Linked DNA regions of Mus musculus: region 2 is linked to region 1. Evidence: chromatin contacts called from public HiChIP or PLAC-seq data. All regions are on one chromosome and are shown on one strand. The core of a region is the stretch at or near the end of the contact, and the rest is flanking DNA. Distances in the headings are between cores, read along the strand shown. Region 1 has its middle 8.1 kb from the start of Gm47990. Region 2 overlaps Bmp6 (bone morphogenetic protein 6).

Region 1 (4,613 bases), core at 923-3,422:
AAGCCAAAGAAGACACCACAGAGAACTTAGACTGGTACATAATCCATCTGTCCGTACCGCATTTATGGCATGTCTCCTCATCCGCAAATAGAAATAAGCAAGTTTGTACTGTCATTGTGGAAACAGAGTGAGGTGATAATGACTGGTGTGCTTTATTGAGACACAGCAAGAGAGTGTCAAGACAGTATAATAAATACACAGAAGACTCAAGTCTGTATCCCAGCTCCAAAATTCACTAGATGAATGCTGTGGGTTGGACCTCAGGGAACCTTCAAAAGAGCTATGCGCTGAAGGTGTGGTCCCCATAGTAGAAGCACTGGGAGGCAGTAGAACCTCTAAGATATGGGACTTACTCCCCACAAGATGGAACCCATACCTGGCACTGTTATCAGGGCCAAGAACCTATGGCTGAATAGGTCATAGGCCCCAGAGAAGAGCTAATATTATTATCTGCTAAATGGGCAATACCATTAAAATAATTCCTCATGCTATATTGTTATACCTCCAGACCAGAGCATCTCTCACCTCTCATCAGAGGGGCTTATCCTCCCAACAGATGACAATTATCACAGAAACCCACTGTCAACATGCAGAGAATAAAAGACTGCAGTGCTCAGCCTTAAAGGGGAGCATCTTTATCATACTCCAGCCCTCCAAGCCTCAGCATCTTTGAGGAAGAGGGAGCAGAGAGATTGCAAGTCCCAAAGACGCTAGATGACCTCAAGGAAATGGTTATTTTCTAGATACAACAGGGCAGTTGCACATAAAAACTCACAGAGATTGTGACAGCCCACATGAGACCCGTGCAAACTCAACCCAGATAAAATCCTAGTGGGGAGGTGGCCATGAAGTTCCACCATAGCTACTGAGGGAAAGAAAGTCAATTTTCTCTAAGGGTGTGACCCATGCTCTAGGGAAGGCCCCACACTAAGAATATTTGGATAATACAAACTGGACTTGAAAGTTTTATTTTAGTTTTATTGTTGTTGTTGTTGTTGTTGTTGTTGTTGTTTTTCTTCAGGAGAGAGAACATGAGTCACAAAGGGGGTGAATCTGGGAGGAGCTGGGATGAATATGATAAAAACGCACTGTATGAAATTATCAAATAATAAAAATATTATAGTCTAAAAGACCAGACCTGCAAGAATGAGAAGAGAGAGAGAAAAAGAGAGAGAGCGGGAAGAAGAAGGAGGAGGGGAGGAGGAGGTGAAGAAGGAGAAGAAGGAGGAGAAGGAGAAGAAGAAGGAGAAGGAGAAGGAGGAGAAGGAGAAGGAGGAGGAGAAGGAAGAAGGAAGAAGGAAGAAGGAAGAAGGAAGAAGGAAGAAGGAAGAAGGAAGAAGGAAGAAGGAAGAAGGAAGAAGGAGTAGTAGTGGGGGGTTATTGGGTATGTGCCACATCATCAAAGGAGATTATAGGACACCTTCCTATCTCTCATTTTACCTCATGGCTATCATGACGTAGAAACACCTGGTCTGCCGTGTGTTCTAACTATGATGTACTGTTACACCACAGGCCTAGAGCAGCAGGGCTTATTAGCCATGGGTTGAAACCTCTGAAGCCAAGAGCCAGGAGTAGCCTTTTCTCCTAAAGTTTTTCATTTCAGGGTAGTTTCTCTCCAGTCTTAGAAAGCTGACTCACCCGATGGGACATTTATACTATTCACCGGATCAAGCCTCACTTTATTTATTCAAAATGGAGATGATGGCTACCCCCAGAACATGTGTTTAGGGTGTGGCAATGTCTAGAGTGTAAGGAGCTTTGTCAAAACCAAGGTGTTATAAGGTCAAAATGGCAGCTCGGCCTCAGCTGCTGGGAACAAGCACCCAAACCAATCAGATTGGGTTTGGCAGCACCAAGCCAATCAGATTGCAGTGTCGGCTTAGCAGCGCCAGTCAGAGGTGTCATCTCCATGTTTCCCACCTCCTCTGGGTCGTTCTTTGTCTTCTGCTTCTGTTAAGTTGCTCTTGGTTCTGGCGTTGTTCCTTTAATGAGATGGACCTTTGGTTTGACTAGCCCAGGTCCCTTCCTGTACATACCCTTTGCTAGCCTTGACCTCGTACTATTTGCTAGCTTTCGAAATTTGACATCACCTGGCAATATTAGACTGTCCTAATGTTTCTCACCTCTCAGAAACTGGCAAGCCAGGGCAGTGACTCACCCTCCCAGAGGATAGGGCGAGGCTGCTGAATGTAAACAGAAGGCTAGCAGCACCTGAGTTGTCTCCGGGAGGAGCTCTGGGATCCTTAAAGGTACTGTGGGGTCGGGTTTGAAAGAGATCATTGTGGGCTGCCTCTCACGCCCTCATCAGCTGCAGCATGAAACACTGTCAGAGCTGTGTGGCTCAGCAGCAAGCTCCTTCCAGTTTCGTGGCTATGCAGAGAGATTTCCCCATGTTATGACGGCAGCCATTTAGAAGCAAGATTTTTCTTCTAGTCCACGCCATCTGCTTCCTCCCCTGCCAGCGCACCTTCCTCCACATTCCACACCAGCAAACCGGGAAAGGGAGCAATGGATCAACCAGCAAATGCCTCGCTCACTATTAACCCCATCCCAGTCCTGTCCTGAAGGATAGCCACTAGGAAAAGCTTCAAGTCCCTGTCTAATGGTGCCCTCAGAGGGCTGCCTTAGCCTTGAAGTGGCTTAGGCAATGGTAGCAGTAAGTTCCCACCATCCCTCCCCACCCCCACTCCCCACACATCCCAACACACACACACACACACACACACACACACACACACACACATACACACACACACACACACACACACACACACACACACACACACACAAATACTGGATTTAATGGCCTTATCTCTACTTACAGCTCTACTCACAGTCCAAGATAAAGTATCTAAACAGAGTCTCTGGAATAAAAAGTTAGTAACCAGAGATGTTCAATCGGTGGGAAAAGGAAGGAAAGGGAAGCAGGAGAGAAAGACCAGAGGCAGGGGGAAGAGAGAAGGGTGGCAAGGAAGGAGGGGAGCAAGAGGGAGAGAGAAGAAGGGAGGAAGGGGAAAGAAAGGATGGGGGAGGGGATGTCAGAATGGAGAAGAAAGAATGAGAAGAGGAAAAAGCCAGGGAAGGGAAGAAGGGGAAAGAAGCAATGGTCTTGGCTAAGGTTTCTCTGGTTTGTGGTTACCACACCTCCTTTTGTCACATAGCGTCCGATGAATTCTACGAGACCAACCCTTGTCTGTAAATGAAGTCCCACCCTTTGTTTAAACAAATTCAGGTTGGTTTCTGATAGCTATGGACTATAGTTGGCTTTGGCTCATCCCCTTCCATGTATCTCCCCTTTCTTGGCAACTACCTGTATAGTCCATTCTGCTAACTGCACTTTCTCTTTGGGGAATGTGAGTCCAGAATAGAACTATGACGCAAGTGTATATTAATCAGTATAACCCAACCACAGTTGAAGGTTCATATTGACCTATCAAAAGCAAGATAATATAAAGAGGTTTTAAGAGATCTTCTGGAAATTTCTAGAACAGAGCTCTCACATCTTAAGGAGGAAGCTTATTGATAGCTGTATTATAAACACACAAAAAATATAACGTCATAGAAGGCTAACTGTAAAGTTAGAAAAGGGCTTTATCATATAAAGTATCATTTAACTGTCAAATCAAAGCACTGTTAAAGTCTCTCTTCCTCAGACTGTTCGATGGATCCCCGTAAGAAATGTTTAACTACGTTCTTGAGATGCTGTTCAAACATACGTACTCTCAACTTGGTCAGCGTGTGTTCAGAGAGAATGAAAATAGCATAGGAAAAGAGTCTTTGATTGGAAGGTGGGAGCTTCCAAGATATTAGCTTTCGTTGCCGCTAATTACCTCAGGAACCCCAGACAAGTGATGGGCCATCAAGCCCTGCCGTTTGCTTACAGAAGGATTCCCTTCCAGATCTAACATTCTATGACTTCTTCTGTAGGTCACAAGTGTCAACGTTTATCAATTTCCATGGGAGCAGTTTATAATCATAATAGCTGAATTATACCAGCTTCTCTCTTAGTAATAACACATCAGCAAAAATAAAAACATTTCATTTCTATTAGAACTCTTACCATGAGGCAAGAAACCCAAAACTGTAGTTATGACAGGCAGAGAGGGAAATGAAAGAATTTCCAGCTGCACCCTGTTTATAAAAGCCAATGTACAAAAATCATTCCTGTGTTATAATAACCAAGAAGTCCATGGCTTAGTGGCCCCGCTGGCCACACCCAGCCGAGGAATATCCTTCCCCTGACTTGTATGGTTGTGGTTGGCTCTAACAATGGAAGGAGCGGCTGGCCCATCGGGCTCTCCAAAAGGATCTCAGGGTGTGATATTCAATTCAGGCTGAGTTAGCTGGAGAATGCATGATCTCTTTAGAGTTAGGATTTGTTACTGATATTATTCTTCAAGGCATTTTTTTAATTGTTAGGGATTGTTTTGTTTATTTCTGTGTGGCTTGGTTACTGCTAAGAAAATAAAACTTGCCCCAGCCCTGAAACCCGAAGCTGAGACTCCAGGTTCTCTCAATGGAAAGAATAACAAAACCCAAACCAGTACAACTGACTTGTATCACAAAGAGCGCATAGAAGAGAGAGAGAGAGTAAGTCTGTATGTGTATATGTG
Region 2 (4,613 bases), core at 1,568-4,067, 140 kb before region 1:
CAAACCCTGGCCAAGTGCAAAATCCAGGAACCCTCATCAAATGACTTCTGTGTGCTCTTTTGAACATCAGTAAGTAGCCTAGTGTGCAGAAGATATGGGTAGGCAGATGGTGTGAGAATCACAGCACTCCTTTCTAGCTGGGTCCAAATGGTTTAACCATTCTCAGTCTCTCGAGGTGGCCATAAAAAAACTAGACAGGGTTTTGTTATTTTATCATGTATTGGACTATGGCTTCAAAATTCCTTTTTAGTGGATTTGCCTCTGTTTACTCTTTGGTGAGGAAGCCTCTTGAGATGAGGTGGGAAAAGTGACAAGACATTTTGTTGCAAAACATAGTCAACAGACCTGCTCCTGGGACCACTAGAAAACACAACCGTTTCTTTCATTGTGAGCCTTGTTTAGCAGACTCTCTACCACCAGGGACTGTGTTAACATCTGCTTATCTGACCAATACCTTTTTACTGCTTCCAGGAAAAAGTCTAGGAGAGGCAAAAATAAAAGCCTTCAAACTGGAAAATCATCTCCTAAGTAATTGAAGTTCAACTATGCTGGATTGGGGCAACTGCTGCTAAAACTGGGTGGCAAAAAACAAAAAAACAAAAAAACAAAAAAACAAAAAAACCCACAACAACAACAAAAAAGCCCTAAAACATTAAATCCTTGCTTTTGCCACAGTGGACTTAACCATAACAATGGAGCTATTTGCTTCAATGAAACATTAAAGTTTTGAAAGTAAAAAAAAATAAATAAATAAAAATAAAAAAATAACCAACAGGCTAGTCCCCTGCTTCAGTTCCCAAGGTCACCAAGGCTCATATTCCTATCAAATTACACCACATCTGATAACCTATTATACTCCGTGGCACAGCACTCAGTGTGCCAAGCACAGCGATGTGGGTAGAGTCCTTTCTCATGGTCCTTTCCAACTTCTCCCGAGGGTGGTTGGCACAGGGCAGCCTAGCACATATACCTAGCCAGAGCCACCTGTACACAGCCCTCCTCAAGCTTCGTCCCTGTAACAGGCCAGTGGCGAGGGAAAAAAGAAAACGCAGGTGTCTCAGAGGCGAGGCGGGTAAGGATGTGGAGTTCTGTTTTGTCCCATCTGGTTCAAGTGCCCTCCTAGATGCTCCTAGCAGGCTGTGCTGGGTAGCTGTCTGCATCCACAGTGTGGCGTCCTTTCATTCTCAGGTTCACAACTCGAGGCATCAACACACAACCCATTAAGACCCTCGTCACCTGGTGCCATCACCTGGTGGCCTTTAGTTTGACTAGATCTTCCAGTGTGTGCCTGCCCTTGCTGGCTCGTGTCCCTCCGCAGCCTGTAGCAGGTAGCAGTGTGCATTTGTCCAGTGAGGGGACGACACCCCCAAAGGCAGCAGGACTGCATTTCTCAAGCACAGGCTGGCCTGACAACAGCAAGCTCACACACGGGAATATTTTCCAGCCAAACTAAAAGCCAAGGCATCATGAGATGATGGTGAAGGTCTTCACAGGGTTGTGTGTTGATGCCTGGGTGGGGGTGTGTGGGTGTGGGCTCTAAACCCAAGAATGAAAAGACACCACCATGGAATGAAAAGACACCACCATGGCGGTGCAAAGAGCTTCCTAGTCCAGCTATGCGATCTGCATACAAACAGACCAGGGCCTCTCCTTTCCTTTAATAGACAAAACTTGGATCCCAGGCCCCTGCAAAAACATTAACAAAATGTTTCTCCCAACATGGCTCCAAGAGAATGGCTTGCCTTTTCTGTACTTCCCCCCCCCCCCCCCCAAGTCCCCAAGACTCAGTTGAGCTGCTTCTGTGCAGCCCTGTTGGATTCTCAATGTACTTGAAAAGGTAACATTCTCTGCTTGGCCAAACTCATACAAACTCACTGGGGCCAAGTGTGAGACTATCTGACTGGAAACAGACAAGACAGAGAACACCCCAGAACGCTGGAGGAGAGAAAAATCCACAGCCTGTCGCTTCCACTTTGCTGTCTCAAGAGAAACGTAACCTCTCAGCTAACCAGGTAGTCCTGACCAGAGCAATGCTATTGTAAAGCTGTCCTATTCCTGAGGCCCCCAGAGATGCCAGCCTACCAAGGCATTTGGGAATCCTTTCCCTCCTACAGGGCGACCACGATCAGTAACATAGAGCCAGGAAGAAAAATTAATCTGGGAACCTTTCAAGTGTGACAGATTAGTGGCAGGCTCTTATTTATAGTTTTTCATTTGGTTTTGATTTACTAATTAACGTGGGGTAAGGAAAATACGCTCTGGGTTGAGTTGAAGCCTGTTCTCTCACAGTGTCTCATCTCAGCTTCCCGGGGCCGTTGGTGAAATGTGACTTTTGGATCTGCTGCTCCTCAATAATGCCCATGTCTAACATGACTTTGCCATGTCACTTCAGGATTGAGCTTAGGAAAAAACCAGGCTGGAGAAGTGCATTCTTATCCAAGCCTATATCTGAGGGGAGGGGAGCAGAGCAGAACAATGGGAACAACAAAGTGGCCAGCCAAAGGTTTCTCAGTTTCTCCCTCTCTGCTCTAATTCAAAACATTATACTTTATTATTGCGGCCCACACCAGACGGCGCATTCTTCGCTCTGGTGATTCACTTCGGGTTTTTTTTTTTTTTTTTTTTCCCCTCCTGACCACACAATGGACAGAGGATCCCCGTGTGAAGTGACCGATTTGCCTCCGGACCCGGTCCAAGCTAAACTGTTCACTTGACATTCTGTTTTCCCAGAAGCACAGCAGGTCCTCGCCCATAGGAGAGGGTCCACAGGGTGGGTGGCTCCCCACCTCCCCCTGGCTAAGTCACAAGGTCTCAGATCACAGGAGGATGAGATCAGCAAGCAGGCATTTCCGCAGGTTTGCAGGAGTGAGCGGAGCAGAACAGTAAAGATAGGCCGAGGGCAGCAAGCATCTCGGACTTGACTTTTGACCTGGGGGTTTCTTGAGAGCAACATTCCAGCCTCACCAGAGCTCTGAGATAATAAAGAGCCAACGTCCACAGAGCGGAAAGGGGACAGGCAGGGCTGGGGGGGATTGGGTAACTCAGTGGCAGAGCACTTGCTGCGGGGAACATGTGGAAGACCTGAGATCTCTCCCCAACACTGAATATAAAAGGGTGAGAGGTGATGTAGGAGGAAGGAGGCGGGGTTGTTGAGGATATCAATGAGCATGCGCCAAGCATGCGCCTGGGAAGAATGTACTGTACCAACAAAAGGCATCAGCCACGCAGTAAAGGCATACAATCACACAGATTAGAGCCCACTCCTCATCAGCGTACGATCACCCTAACTTCATATTTACAAATGAGGTGTGTTGGTACTGCATCTTGGCTGGTACCTCAAGGAAAGGGTTGCCTCAGCATGGGCCCACAGAGGGACCCCCTCCCCCCACACCAGACTGCGCCCTCAACCAAACATCTCCCTGGATCCTCTCTTATCTTTTTACAAAACACAACAATGTACACTTGGTACAATGGGGTGTCACATCTTGATGCCCACACGGCTGGCACTTTGCCTTGACTTGTCTCTTTCTGTCTGGTATCAGCAAGAAGCAAGGTAAAAGGTGGGCGGGAATAAGTCACCAGCAATTATGCAAACCGTCGTCAACCAACTATATTTCCCACCAATTCTTTTACCAAAGCAACGAAACAGCAACCAGCAACTAATGGTCTCTCTTCTCGGAAGCTGACAAGAAGAACCCAGGACGGAATAAACGGCAAAGGACAGTTTGCCATTGGGGAACTCAAATCTAGGTTGGCAAAAGGTGTTGGGAGAGCCTCTCCAGGTAGACATGGCTCCCCGTGGTACCATGGGGAACCCAAGAAAACAGCTGGGAATAATCTGCCCAAGATGGAGAACACAAGAAAGCAAGCATGGCGCCTATTCTGGAAAGGATTTGACTGGGATGGAAGGACCTGACTGACGGAGTAAGGAGGGACAGGCTGGCTTTTGAGAGCTCCCTTTTGAACCAAAGAGGAACCCACCCGCCCAGGCTTGGCCACAGAGAGGGAGTGTTGTATGGGACGGCAACACTATGGTCCACCAACCCCAGACGTTGCTGACTGTGTAGTCTCAAGACCTACATCACCTGCCTTCCCCCGCCTTGCTATGCTGGAGACCTCGTATGATTAGGCAGGGCTAAGCCAGAAAGTACAGAGCAAGCAAAACGAGATTTCGGAACGCCTGTGTGACTTTCTTGTCTGTGTTGTCACTTTACCATTGGTTTTTATGGCCTCAAACAAAATGCCAATGGAAACAAAACTTAAAGCTGGGGTCTATTTTCTTGGACAGGCTGACATTTAATCTCAAAGAGCCTCAGCTATGTGGCTACATGAAGCTCTATGCCCTTCAAACAACACGATGGAAAACCCCTTTGTCTTCAATTCACTGCATTCAGGCAAAGGGAAACTTGGGGGGCAAAAATGGATTGAGCCTTGTCTTTGTCAGGACGCAAAAGTCCGGGTGCCCCAATGGTGATGACTAGAGACCCCCAGGGAGGCGTCACCCACCTCCACAGATGGTGAAGCAATCTCAAAGTCTTAGTGAAGGGCCTTCCTCCTTCATCTTCTCCCTCCCAGCTTCCTTGGGAAGCCTCCCTGAAAGTGCACTGTGACTC

Evidence for each region. HiChIP or PLAC-seq counts read pairs in DNA pulled down with a chosen protein or histone mark.
Region 2: a contact with region 1 is called in an H3K27ac HiChIP or PLAC-seq map of extraembryonic endoderm stem cells. The contact joins two enhancer-like sites. A contact is called at or near these places in 4 of 115 datasets of contacts at active chromatin or transcription factors (differentiating embryonic stem cells, embryonic fibroblasts, extraembryonic endoderm stem cells and 1 more) and 1 of 9 other capture datasets (embryonic stem cells).

The regions. Positions count from the first base shown.
Region 1 is chr13:38,310,085-38,314,697 of GRCm38.p6, reverse strand. No RefSeq gene overlaps it. Among named protein-coding and RNA genes, the nearest start is that of Gm47990, 8.1 kb to the left of the region's middle. Within about 2 kb of position 2,172, at least 51 of the 459 cell types and tissues checked have an H3K27ac peak or open chromatin away from gene starts, as enhancers often do. A contact at or near this core is called in extraembryonic endoderm stem cells, where this site is marked.
Region 2 is chr13:38,449,000-38,453,612 of GRCm38.p6, reverse strand. The region is part of intron 1 of Bmp6 (bone morphogenetic protein 6); the gene reads right to left. Among named protein-coding and RNA genes, the nearest start is that of 4930579J19Rik, 10 kb to the left of the region's middle. Within about 2 kb of position 2,817, at least 31 of the 459 cell types and tissues checked have an H3K27ac peak or open chromatin away from gene starts, as enhancers often do. A contact at or near this core is called in extraembryonic endoderm stem cells, where this site is marked.